Linked DNA regions of Mus musculus: all the other regions are linked to region 1. Evidence: chromatin contacts called from public Hi-C data. All regions are on one chromosome and are shown on one strand. Each heading gives the region's core, a stretch centred on a gene start, on an enhancer-like site or on the middle of the called end of the contact. The rest is flanking DNA. Distances are from core to core; before and after follow the strand shown. Region 1 has its middle 27 kb from the start of Slc35c1. Region 2 overlaps Gm39880 (a long non-coding RNA gene). Region 3 overlaps Gm13791 (a long non-coding RNA gene).

Region 1 (4,186 bases), core at 233-2,732:
GTGGTGGTGATGGTGGTGAGGGCAGAACCAGGGAAACGCAGTAGGGTGAGACCTGTCTGAAACCGAAACTATGTGGCTTTGTGTAATTTGCTTGAGTGAAGTTGATCACAAAGCAATAGTCTCTGTAAAAACCAAACAAACAAAACCACCAGAACAGCCTCCCAAGCGTTGCCCAAGTTCCGTGAGTTGGAGGCGCCAAGTGGGTTACTAAATGGGGACTGCAAACCCGCCATAGGCAAAGCGGCAGCGCATGCGCTCTCTTTTACGCGCGTCGCAGTTTGTAAATTCTGTGAGCGAATCCTGCCCCAGCTTACCACTGCCCACATTCACAGCCACCGACATGGGAATCTCTTATCTGTGTCTTGTAACGTTGTCATCTGAGCGCTCTATAAGTGATGAAATGGTGGCCCGAAAAACCAATAACTCTGGAAAGAAAGATGCGACTTGACCCTATGAAGACGGCCCGCCCTAATTTCCTGCAGATCCTCAGTGAAATATTTAGTGACAATGTCGAGGGGAAAAAGAAATGGCAGTCTTACAGAAGAAAGATACCACTCCAGGGACCGGTTTATGCGGCCGCGGTTTTGCACAAGGTGCAGCTGCCCTGTGCCTGGAAGGTGGAGGGTGGAGGAGCGAGTTCTCAGGTCCTTTAGGACAGGCAATTAAATTTTTTATTTTTTATTTCTTCGTATGCCTCGTGTTTGTGTGTGCTTGTAGAGGCTATAAGAGGGTGTCGGATGCCCTGGAGCTGGAGTTCCAGATCGTCGTCGTGAGTAGCTCGACGGAAATGTTGAGGGCCGGATTTGGATCTTTTGCAAGAACAGCAAGCTTTCTTAACGGCTGGGCCATCTCTTCAGTCCCAGGCCAGACAATTTTATCTTTGTATGATGCTGGGTCTTAGAGTTTCATCAGTAAAATAGAGTCAGACTGGCTTGGCCCCTGCAGGGTTTTATGTAAAGACAGACACCGTATTTATTAAGTCGGCCCCAAGGGGTCTTCTGACATTAAGCTTATTTTTCTCAGGGGCTTGCAATTCAGACTTAGGTGAGATGATCATTGGGAGACAAGGTCCCACCTTCTCCACCACTTTCTACAGAGCCTCGGGGCTAGTGGTGGACCCATGTAGATAGAGGGGATGAAAAGATTACGCTTGGACACTAAAAAAAGCAGGTGTCATGGGCCCAGCGCCACTGGAGGGCAGCACCAGCACAGAGCTAAAGCCGCCGCCGGCTGGGCAGAGCGGGAGAGATTGCCTGGGCTTTGGGATCCACCAGATATCATGCGCGTCCTCGCCTTTCAGGGACGAGGACACTCAGGTCTTACTTCCATTAAAAGTGCGCCGTCCAGGAGAAGACTAAATCAACATACAAAACAAATTTCCCAAGCAATGTGACGGTTTCATGTCACAAGAAGTATCAGCAGAGAGGGTCAGGGAGGCCTTGTTGGGTGTATATGTGTACCTGTGCATGTGTGTGCATGTTAATTTGCACACATGTGTGCTTCTGTGTGTGTACCTGTGCTTATGTGTGTGTGCCTCTGTGTGTGTGTGTGTGTCGCTGCTGAAATGAGACCTGCATTAGGAAAGCAGCCAGTGATCTGAATATATAGACACTTGTAGATGTTAAGTGGGTTTGCACAGAAACTGGGGAGGAACTGAGGAAACAGAGGGATAGAGAAGCTACGTAATCTACTTGTGGCCACAGAGTCAGTAACTGAGGGATCGTCTGAAAAACCCGAAAACTCACTTTTCATAACTTTGGCTTCCCTTGTCTTTAAGCTCCAAACAGGATGGTGACTACAGATTTTCCCGACTCCCTGTTTCAGACCATAATTCGCTGTAAGAAATAGGGCAGGGATCACTGGGTGGGAGCTAGAACACTCGCCCTCCCCTCCGCAGCCGCGTTTTCTCTCTTTTGACAACCAAGTCCTGGCTCCGTTTTGAATAGCAATGCATTAGGGTCCGGGGACTACTAGAGTGGGAGCGCCGTCTTGTGGACAGTTGTGGAACCACAGGCTCAACTACAAAGGGTCTGGTGGGGCTGAGCCTGGAGGCTAGGGGATTGATTCTAAGGTGTCACCAGTGAGCATGCATGTGTGTGCCTTGTTTTCATTAACAGTACGGGTCAAAGTTCACTTAAATCCACATTCAGAAGTTGATTCTCCTTTCTATGCATCCAGATACCTGCAAACTTCTGTCTCCCAAAGGGGGTTAAACACGACTGTGCCATGGTCACCCAAGGACAGAGACCTGCGAAGTGTCCCCTGAGGGTGCAGATGGTCACTAAGACATGGAGCTGTCCACAGCAAACTCCGAATCCCCTTTCATACTGCCCTCTGGTCCAATTCACAGGCTGGCCATGACTTACTATCCCTGTCCCTCCCAGCTGAGGACACAGAGGCTCAGACAGGAGCCCCTGGAGACCCAGTGAGGCAACACACAGACTATTTTCCTAACAACTGAAGGCAGGGAGGACTTGTTTCTCTCTCTAAAAGGGGATGATATCAGTCAGGAAGGCATGGACAGCTGCCCAGCTCAGCCTGCTTGCCTTTGCCTTACTTTACCTGTTCTGCAGCCCCTCAGCAAGTGAGGGCTCTCAGCTGTAGGGTTCTCTCCTAAGAACAGTTTTTCTCCTAGGGAGATCAGCTGTCATCTCCCAGATGTGGGATGGTGGAATCATGGGAAGATCCAAAGCCGCTGGATGGGGCCGGCATTAATTTTGCAATCACCTCGCTGTGGTGCGCCTAATTGCCTGATAACTGTAATTGAGTCTTGGGGATCACATCAACGGTATTACAGGGAGCGTTTAGGGCCGTTAATGGGAAATGCAGCAATACTTGCCAGACTGTGAGCTCTTTCCTGGAGGCAGGGAGTTGGGGAGCGTAGGGTGGATGAAGGGCAATGGCTAGGCCGCCATGCACCGCATCCCACGTCCCAGCCCTGCCAGTCTACATGGCAGGTGGATTGCTATTTTGCAGATGCAAAAGTAGTGTTTGAAGGCTGAGAGACTCATCTGGTCTTTTTGTACCCAGTGGGGTCTTCATAGAAATGACTTCCAGGCTCTGCTTAGACCCACCAACATGGAACCTGTGCTTTCCCCAACTTTCTCAGCAGACGGACATGTGCCTTGAGAGCCACTGAGTGCCAGTCTAGGCAGTTCACGAATTTGTTGACTGACTGCCTACAAAGGCTCTGTTGCATTGATGATGGCTACGGTGCCCTGTGAGCCTCCCGACCTCTCTCTTGCCAAGGCACAACAGGGAGGGTAGGCACCCTGCATCAGCTGAGGGACCTAGTTCAAGGAAATTCTCTTGAGAAAGATAACATTGTCTGTGGACAAAGGCCCCTTCGGTCCTCCCTGCTGTCCTTGCAGTGGGAGATAGGCTTCCCCTCTGAGCCACCAAGGGCTCTGCCGTCTGTTCTGCTTCTGTCTATGGAAACTGTCCAGCAGTGACAAGCCAGTCAGACCCGAAGGAAGCACCATGCGTGATTTCCCCCTGACTGCCACTTTGAGGGGCGTTTGCCCCATTGGCCATGGCAGCTTCCCCTGGGAGGCTCAGGACGGAGAGTTCACTAAGGCCAGCTGAAGCTTGGAGTTCAGCATGACCCATGACCCACATATTTATGAGAGTGAAAAGAAAAATTGTAGTCAGTGACTGAGCTTTCAGAACTGCTTGTTACACAGCACTGGTGTGATAAACGCTGACCAGTAAAGAACTATTCCTCCCACGGAAGTGGCTCGGCTGGATTCGGACTTTTAGACGTTATCTTTGGATGGGAAAGCAGAGCCAGCCTAAGAGAGAAGGCAGCACGGAAACAGAGCTGAGGTATGGTGATGGTCCTAAGCCTGTTGATGGCTCAGTCTCTGGGCATTTAGCTCTACCTGAGACAGGGCTCTTTCAGTCTCGGGAGCAGAAAGAGGAAACTTCTCTGACTCAAACTAGAAAAGTCGAAAAAGTCCAGAAGCGATGAGCGTTTCGGGTGCAGCTTGATCCAGGCGCTCTTCGCTGGACCTGCGCCTTTGTCTGTCCATCTTGCCTCCCATACAGAGGCTGGCCCCCCTGCTGGAGCATGATGGCTCCCTCCCCCCATTCAGGTCTAACGGCACAGTTTCTCCTGGAAGACAACAGTTAGTAGTAACCATTTATCTTCCTTTTGCCAGGCAAAGCCAGAGGAGAGAACCCTACC
Region 2 (4,642 bases), core at 107-2,606, 350 kb after region 1:
GGGGCTGTCTCTAAGGGAGCAGGGCCTCTGTCCCAAGAGGCATTCAGCTGAGGCTGGTGAAAGGTGACTCAGCATGTGCATTGATTATACCAGGTGCTCCACCTCCCCTCCCCCACCTTATGATGCTCAGAGACAGTGCCACTATCTTTTTAGATTTTTCTATAGTAATACATTATTTGCTTCCTGAAACCACAGATGCACTGATTTTTTCCAAATTGGAAACTTCTGAGAGTAGGGTCTGGAAATCTGAATTTGGAAATTATTCTGGTGTGTGTGATAGATAGGTTTTCCAGACCCTGGACAGCATTCTCTGCCTCACTATCACATAGAACCCATTAGCGACATGTTTCAAAGTCCCACTGTCAATCCCTTGGCCTTCAGACCTTCATTTCTCAATCCATTAGTCTGTCAGCCCATCAGCCCCTAGCTCCTTGGCCCCTCAGCCACAGCCACAGCCACAGCCACAGCCACAGCCACAGCCACAGCCACAGCCCCTCACCCCCTCAGCCACAGCCCTGCCACACCAGCCCCCCAATCCTTCAGCCCCTCAGCCCCTCAACCTGCAGTCCTGGGCTCTTAGTCCCTAGCCTCTCAGCTTTGAAACCCAACCTCTCAGCTTTAGGCTCTTAGCCCTCAGCCCTAGGTCTGTCCCATACTGTCGGAGGCCAAAAAGTCTTGACCTACACAGCAAAACCCACATCCCATCCCCTGTCACCTGCCTTTCTCCTTCCTGATTTAAGGAAGTGAGAGAGAAGTCTTGATCCAGGCTGGCCTGCAACACAGCTATAGAGCAGTGTCCCTGTGACCTGGCATGTTTGCTATAAATGGTATGACAGACAGTTTGTGTCCATTTGGACAAGCCACGGTATTCGTGTATGCTATCAAATGCTATTCTAGATACTTCTAATGGGGATGTTTTTGGATTTTTTGTTTTTCTAAGTAGTCTCACTATGCAGCCCCAGCTGGCTTCATGCTCTCTGTTGTCCTCTTGCTTCAGCCTCTAATGATGGAATTGCAGGTATGAACCACTGTGGGATTTTTTTGTAAGGATGTTTGGGGGTGAAATTAACACTCAAATCAGCAGGCTTTGAAGAAAGCAGGTTGCCCTCCTGACATAGGTAGGCTTCATTTAGTCCATAAATGGCTGCCACAGAACAAAGGACAGGCCTTGCTGAGCAGGTGGGAGATCTGCAGCTGGCAGCCTCTTGACTTGAACTGCATCACAGCTGTGCCCTAGGTCTGTAGGCTGCCAGCCCACCCTGCAGATGTGAAGCCTGGCAGCTCCAGGACGGTGTGAGTCACCTCCTGAAAATAAACCCTTTTCTATATGTACAGAATGCACTGGCTCCATCTCTCTGGAGAAGCCCCACCAGTGCACAGGGAGACAGACTGAGCCATGAATAGAGGAAGCGCGCAAGGCAAGCAACTGCGTGCAGGAACCTGCCAGGCAAAAAGGAAATTCAGAGGCCACAGGACATCATTAGGACAGGGCCCCTTCCCTCTGCCCTAAAGCTGGCTTCAGAAACACCAGGCACCCCGAGGAGGCATCACCGAGTACCACAGAACATTCTTGGGAGATGCGGTATGATGCCAAGCCTGAAAGCTAGCAATCAGCAAGTTTTGGGTGGGCTGCAACAGCTGGCTGCAAGAGCATGCTCCAACCTGTGGGACCCAGGGCACAGGGCTCTAGAGACCTGGGCAAAGCTAAAGAGAACAGAGACCCCGAAGCCACAGCCCCCAAATCATTGTAAATCAGACAGAGAACATTTAAGATAAAATGTTTTTAAGCCATCCTGGCTCGAACAAACCCATGTCTTCTATCCAAGCTGAACAGTGGGTTCCAGGCCAGAGTATTCACAAAGAAAGCTGGGGAGGGGGAAGGGAAGGGGGAGGGAGGAAGGAGAGGGGAAAGGGAAGAAGAGGGGAGTCAGAAAAGAGGATTTAGAGGGAGACCAAGGGAAGGAGGAGAGAAAGAAGGAGGACTCCTAGTAGGCATGACCTTACCAAATTTTGAGCACCTCCTGGTTGCCAGGCAGTGAACCAAGGGCCTCCAAGTGTCACCTGCACGTCTGTTGAGCACAGGCTACAGCTTAAGAAGGGAAGCATCGGGGCTGGAGAGATGGCTCAGTGGTTAAGAGCACTGACTGTTCTTCCAAAGGTCCTGAGTTCAAATCCCAGCAACCACATGGTGGCTCATCTGTAATGAGATCTGATGCCCTCTTCTGGTGCATCTGAAAACAGCTACAGTGTACTTACATATAATAAATAAACAAGTCTTAAAAAAGAAAAAATGAAGGGAAGTATCAGTGCCACCCCACCTTCCAGACAAGATTCGAGGGTACTAGTGAACTCCCTTACAGATGTAGAAAGCGGGAAATGCAGCCCATACTCAGAGCCTCCTTTTGCCTGTTTTAACTACCAGTCCAAGCCAGCACACCTTGGAGGAGGACTCGTGATGTACAACTCTCTTCTGTCCTGGATCCTCCATTCTCGAAAGAAACAGCGTATCCATGACTCAGGTCAAAAACAAAAAACAAAAAAAATAGGTGATCAATGTCCATTTAGCTCTGGGAGTTCTTCTCCCACAGCCCTCGTGAGCTTCTGAGAAGCCTTGCCTAGGGCAGCACTGTGCCCAGTAAATCTGGACACCGTGATCCCTACAGCAGTATCTGCAGGCTCAGATGTCAAGCGCAGGTCAGTGAGGAAGCCTGGATCACAGGACCAGTCAGGGGGCAGAGAGAGACCAAGAGTCCACACATGTCTGAGCCCAAAGCCTACACCTCCCTGACCCTACCCTGAATGCAGCAAGCACCCTGCTTCCTGCAGGAGGCCTGAAAGAGCCCCTGTTCTTCAGCCACATGGAGGAGCCTACATACCAGCAGTGACCTTTAGGAGCTGGAATGTCTGGTAATTCACCTACAAAGAAGGAAAATGGATAGAACAAGAGGACCATCGGACACAGAGAGTGGCTTCAGAGTCACCAGTGAGAGGTTCTCTCAGTTTCATGGGGGTTCCTCCATGACTTCAGAAGAAATCGGTCAGCCATGTCACGATCATTAGCTATTCAGCTCTGAGCTTTTCGGATCTTGATATGACTGCTTTCTTCTAAGACAGTTGGGGGTTGGAGTTGTAATATACAAACCAGATCTTAGATCCCACTTTGTCCCCGAGCAGAGAATTCTAGAAGTGTGGCCTTTGAAAAGGCAAGATGCTTTAAAAGACAGACAGATAGGCATAAGTAAATGAATGAATGAATGAATGAATGAATGAATGAATGAATGAATAAATAAATAAATAAATAAATGGAGTCTGCAGTTTTCCCATCAGTTTACATGTAAGCATAGGTTCAGTGCTTAAAATACTCAGGCTCAGAGATGATTCTATGCTAAGGCCTGATCTCTCGGGGTCTCAGTTTCCTCCTTTGTAAAGTGGTATCAGCAGCAATCTCTGTGACTGGCCACTAGAAGTTCTTTGTGGACATGTTGGGCTCTCTCCTCACTTCCCTAACCAACGTGGCTCAAAGCATACAAATCGGTGATGTGTCCTACAGGGACTCACTAGTGACCCAGGGCCACTCAGAGAACGGACATGTTCATTAAAGTCAACCGAGCGAGACAGGCACTTGTTCTTCTGCGTAGGTGAGTGTTCCACACTGGTGCTCAGAGTTCTAGAATGACGTTTCAGATAAATGTGGTGGCTCAGGGCTGGAATTGCAGGAGTTGGGAGGCAGAGAGAATAAGGATCCTCATGAGTTCCAGGTCAGCCTGGGCTACAGAATATATATATATATATATATATATATATATATATATATATATATATATATATATATAACTTATTAAAGATAAGAACCTCTCAGAAGGGCTAGGAAGATGGCTCAGCTAATGAAGCATTTGTCTCACAAGTGTGAGGAGCTGAGCTTGTGTCCCCAGAATCCACATAAAAACAGTTGTGTGCCATGGCACATGCCTGTAACTCCAGCCTTGACAGGAGAGGCAGAGACAAGAGGATCTTTGGAAGCTCTCTGGCCAGCTAGTCTGGCCTATGTGGTGAAGTCCCTGGCCAAATGAGAGACCCTGTCTCAAACAAAAATTGGAAGGTGTGGAGACGATCACTTGTAGGTGTCCAGCCTGCCTCACCTGCACACACAGGTGTGTCTATGTGTGGGCTCTCTGCTGGAGACGCTTCCCTAGTGCCTGATTCGTGTGGCCAGGTTTGTTTCTGATCCTGGATGGAGGAGAGGTCAGGTTCAACCAACCCAGAGCACAGTAACACCCCAGACTGCAGGAGAGCTGGTGGCTGCCCAGGAAGCCTTTAATGAATGTTAGCATTTTTCTCCCCTCGCCTTCCCACTTCCCTCCCCATCATTCTCTCCCCTTGGATTCTTGACCAGGTGGCTCAGCCAAAAACCAAACCCCAGCCTGAGTGTGCTGGACTGGGCTATGGAAACACCAAGTGAGTCACCACAGGTGAAGAGAGCCCAGTGGTGTGGCTACAGTTGTCTCTGTTGTTCCAGCCTTGGGGCTCGGCCTGTAGACAGCAAGGGAAAACAAACTTCTGAGAACTGAGGGTTCAGGAACCCCTCCAAACTTCGTGTGCAACAGGCTCTCCTCCCCCCTCCTCTATCCTCTCCGTGCTGACC
Region 3 (3,998 bases), core at 82-2,581, 390 kb after region 1:
TCCCAGATGTGAGCCACCACAGACTTTAGGGGCACAAGTTTACCAAAAAATTGAGCAGAAATTACAGAGAATTTCCAGATTTCCCCCCTCCCCACCCTCTCCCCTGGCCCCCTCTTTCCACCTGCCCTGCTCCTATCTTCATCACCTCACATTAGTGACGTGCACTGGTCACAGTATGTGAGCCAATGCTGACTTGCTGCTATTAACCGGTCTAGAGCTCACTCTGGGACTCACCATTGAACAGCACATGCTCTAAGTTTTGACACGTGTGTAATGATCTGTTGCCCCATTAAAGAATTGCCTAGAATATATTCACTGCCCTGAAGAACTCATCCATCTCTCTAACTCTCACTCCCTCCAGGCAAACACTGATCTTTCTACTGCCTCTGAAGCCCTCTTTCCCCAAATATGACAGAGCTGGAATGACACAGGGGGGCCGTCTTCTCACAAGGCCTTTGCTCATAGAATAGTCTGCATTCAAGCCCTGCTTGTCTTTTTCCACTTTAGTAATTCCATGAAGCTTCCTTTTGTTTGGGGGTTTGGTTGTTTTGTTTGGTTCTTGAGACAGGGTCTCACCATGTAGCCATGGCTGCCCTAGAACCTATGTCAGTGGTTCTCAACCTATGGGTCACAACCCCTTGGAGGGGGGTCCAATGATCTTTTCATAGGGCGTCACATATCAGGTATCCTGAATGTCGGATATTTGCATTATGATTCATAGCAGTAGCAAAATTACAGGTATGAAGTAGCAAAGAAATAATTGCATGGTTGGGGGTTACCACAACATGAGGGTATTAAAGGGTCACAGCATTAGGAGGGTTGAGAGCCATTGCTCTATGTAGACCAGGGTAGCCTTGAAATCAGATCTGCCTGCCTTTTTCTTTAATACTGAGATTAAAAGTTATGCCCCCATACTAGGTCTCTTGTGTGCGCTGAATTATTAATATCTGTGTACATTGGATCCTTGTCCTTAATAGTATGTGTCTTCCACCCTAGGTCTTGTTCCCTTTTCACAGAGAAATTCACATCTTTTTGTCTCTAAATAAATTTGCACTGAAACACAAACACAATTACTCTTGTAGAGACTGTCTAGCTAATTGCCCAGGATGTCAGCAGAGCCACCCAGAGCCTCCGAGTGGAGAGCCTAAGTATTTACTAGCTGCCCTTTACAGCTAAGCTTGCGGACCCCTGATTTAAGGCTTGGCCCCTATTCACTTCTTAACAAGTCTGTCTTTCCCAGAAAAGCAATTTCCATGGTTGGCAGCAGCTGATCAAACTCCCTTCTGGCATGGCTGAGTCTGAGTTGTGTGTCTAATTCGGGCCCAGCCAGCCAGTCTTTTCCCTTTTGTATCATTGCTTCAGGGTGGCTTGATGTTGATTCCAGATGGTATTGCTCTAGTCCCAGTGAGTGAAGAGACTATGGCTGGGACACACTGGGCAGGCACACACTGGGCAGGCACACACTGGGCAGGCACACACTGGGCAGGTACACACTGGGCAGGTACACACTGGGCAGGTACACACTGGGAAGGCAGGCACACACTGGGCAGGTACACACTGGGCAGGCACACACTGGGCAGGCAGAGACACAGTGGGCAGGTACACACTGGGCAGGCAGAGACACACTGGGCAGGGATGCAGCTATCTTGCTTAGAGTGTCTCCCTCCTTCTTCCTTCCTCCATCTTCCTTTCTCCCTCCTCTAGGGATGGGCAGACTACTTCTCACTTTCCCACAGAAGGACCACATCTTTCCTCTGCTGGAAGTTAATCAAACATATCTCTGTCCTTAAAATTTTCAACAGTGGAGAAGCAAATGAACAGGCCTTCCCTCCTAACAAGGTGCACAGGCCTGCGTTCCACAGAACTCAGCCTCCTCTCGTCTATGTCCAGGGTTGATCTTCCTTCCATTCTTCCCTTTTCTCCTCTTGACAGCGTCCTCGTTCAGCCAAGGCTGCCATCTCCTGGGCCCCACATCATTTGCCATTTGCAATCTCCAGGTCACTGTTGTCCCTGCCTCTGAGCCTTTCTGTTTGGATTTTACACCCTGTTAACATTTGCGCTTCTTTCTTCTCTCCTCCCTTCCAGTAAGAGGAAGGATCCATGAAAGGATGTTCAAGTTTTTCCTTGCCCAGCTTCACTAGAGCAGCCACAGAGTAACAACAAGAGAAGGAAAGAGATCGACACACAGCCTGCCTCCTGCCTGGTGCTGGTGATCATTGCAATCAGCATCTGCTGGAGACCCATTGTGTCTCAACTTCAGAAGAGTCCTGTTAGCTGGGTACCCAAGTATCGATGCAACAAAGTATCGTTGTGAATTGTTGTTTGCTGTACGACAAAGCCTTTGCTCAGGTCTCCACATCTGGAGTCAGAGACAGGAAAACAAACCAGGGCTTGCACACCCTGGCCATTCTAGAGCCAGTGTTGCTAAGCCTAGATGTGGTAGGACCTTGCCTCTGCTCTCACACCTCACCTTTTCTGTAAACTGAGGGCTCATGGAGTACCTGTACCTTACAGTTGTTCTGAGGCTCACACTCCTTAAAGAACAGAGCATGTGGAGGGTGCACAGCAGGCTGCAAGCTGCATGAGCACAGATATCCCTAAGTTGCTGCCATGGGTGAGCCTGTGCCAATCTGACTGACAGTAAGTGTCACTGCTCAACCTTTTAGGTCCTACTGCAGGGTTCTATAGGATGAAAGATGACGCTAACAGCTTCAGTCAACACACACACACACACACACACACACACACACACACACACACACACTCCTCCCTCTAGTGTGGGAAATACTTGTCCTAGCATCTCTTCCTATGAAGCAGTGCAGTCTTCCTAGGGAACGCCCAAGGGAATGCCTGAGCATCTCTCAAGTCCTGCTCTTGCTCCGCATCCTGCAACCAGCAGCTCTGAAGATGCATCTGGAAGAATGTATTCCTGGCCAGCTCCATCCTCAGAGCCCAGGCTGCCCTTGTGGCTCATGTGGCCTTCCAGCACTCATTTTGCTCCCTGCTGTCCTGCCCTTGCAACACTGTTACAATCAATCACTCCCCCAAAGAGATCATAATAGTCTTAGAACGCAAATCACTTCTCTACTTAAGCCTTCCAACCTTTAATGACAAAACTCATGGTTTCTGTGCCTTCAAACAGGGTCCAACCGAATACAGCCTGATGATTATTTAAGTCAGAGCTGCCCACTCTCTGGTCACTGTTCAACAAGCCTATTGACCTTCCTTCTTATTCTTGCCCATGGTAAAGCACATTGCATGGTCTGTAGACTCAGGCTCAAGTGCATGCCAGCCTTCCTGCATATCTTATACAATGCCGCAGCACCACAGACTGTTCTCCAAGGGCCCATGGACCCATCCAGTTCTGTTTCTGCTGGTAGTCTTTTCTGGAAACAGCCTTTGTACCGAAAATCCTAATTCTGGTGTGTCAACAAGCAAGCTGGCTTTCTGGGACTCCTTAGTGGCACTGTAAGTGGGAACAGACAGAGGAGACTCCATCCATCCTGGGGAACAACTCCTTGTACCTCGAAGGCTACTGTTATCTCTGCGGCCACAGTAAGCTCACTGCAGGTCGCTAGAGTTCGTGTGAGCCTCCCATCTTGCTAGACTTGAACAGGTCAGAATACCCTGGACTCTGGTGGTGGCCTGTGTCCCGTGAGGCTGCATAACAGGCCACTTTCCCATTAGCCAGCTGCTCTGTCCCACGTCCCCTTTCTGGCTTTCACAAAGCCATAGGACAGTTGCCTTTTTAAAAATGGGCTTGCAAATGTGGTTATTGTGCACTTGTCCACCTACATGCAAATGTCTGTCTGTCCATCCTACTTTTATGTTTCCTGCCCCAGGGAATGTCTGTCTGTAAGTACCCCCACACATTCAGTAAGGCACTCTTCCATGCAGTTTAAGAAAGTAGGTTTTCCCTTTTTGGCTTTTTTGGTGAGCTACACAAAAATTCACAGAGTGGGGGGGTGGGGGGAGGAACCAAACCAAACAAACAAACA

Evidence for each region. Hi-C and Micro-C count contacts between places; a contact is called where the count stands out from the background.
Region 2: a Hi-C map of brain shows a contact between it and region 1, with 7 times the contacts expected there. The contact joins two enhancer-like sites. A contact is called at or near these places in 2 of 39 promoter capture datasets (embryonic stem cells and hippocampal neurons), 9 of 15 datasets of contacts at CTCF or cohesin (the NIH/3T3 cell line, embryonic stem cells, hippocampal excitatory neurons and 3 more), 93 of 484 Hi-C or Micro-C datasets (the AtT-20 cell line, B cells, the C2C12 cell line and 39 more) and 18 of 115 datasets of contacts at active chromatin or transcription factors (VIP interneurons, astrocytes, bone marrow-derived macrophages and 9 more).
Region 3: a contact with region 1 is called in a Hi-C map of cortical neurons. The contact joins two enhancer-like sites. A contact is called at or near these places in 1 of 39 promoter capture datasets (the 3T3-L1 cell line), 3 of 15 datasets of contacts at CTCF or cohesin (the NIH/3T3 cell line, embryonic stem cells and stem cell-derived epiblast-like cells), 6 of 484 Hi-C or Micro-C datasets (the 3T3-L1 cell line, cerebral cortex, cortical neurons and 1 more), 2 of 115 datasets of contacts at active chromatin or transcription factors (embryonic forebrain and forebrain) and 1 of 9 other capture datasets (embryonic stem cells).

The regions. Positions count from the first base shown.
Region 1 is chr2:92,484,614-92,488,799 of GRCm38.p6, forward strand. No RefSeq gene overlaps it. Among named protein-coding and RNA genes, the nearest start is that of Slc35c1, 27 kb to the left of the region's middle. Within about 2 kb of position 1,483, at least 32 of the 459 cell types and tissues checked have an H3K27ac peak or open chromatin away from gene starts, as enhancers often do. A contact at or near this core is called in VIP interneurons, brain and cortical neurons, where this site is marked.
Region 2 is chr2:92,835,120-92,839,761 of GRCm38.p6, forward strand. The region is part of intron 2 of Gm39880 (a long non-coding RNA gene); the gene reads left to right. All of the region lies in intron 4 of Gm13791 (a long non-coding RNA gene), which reads right to left. Among named protein-coding and RNA genes, the nearest start is that of Gm32413, 31 kb to the left of the region's middle. Within about 2 kb of position 1,357, at least 14 of the 459 cell types and tissues checked have an H3K27ac peak or open chromatin away from gene starts, as enhancers often do. A contact at or near this core is called in VIP interneurons, brain and cortical neurons, where this site is marked.
Region 3 is chr2:92,876,435-92,880,432 of GRCm38.p6, forward strand. The region is part of intron 2 of Gm13791 (a long non-coding RNA gene); the gene reads right to left. Among named protein-coding and RNA genes, the nearest start is that of Syt13, 37 kb to the right of the region's middle. Within about 2 kb of position 1,332, at least 10 of the 459 cell types and tissues checked have an H3K27ac peak or open chromatin away from gene starts, as enhancers often do. A contact at or near this core is called in cortical neurons, where this site is marked.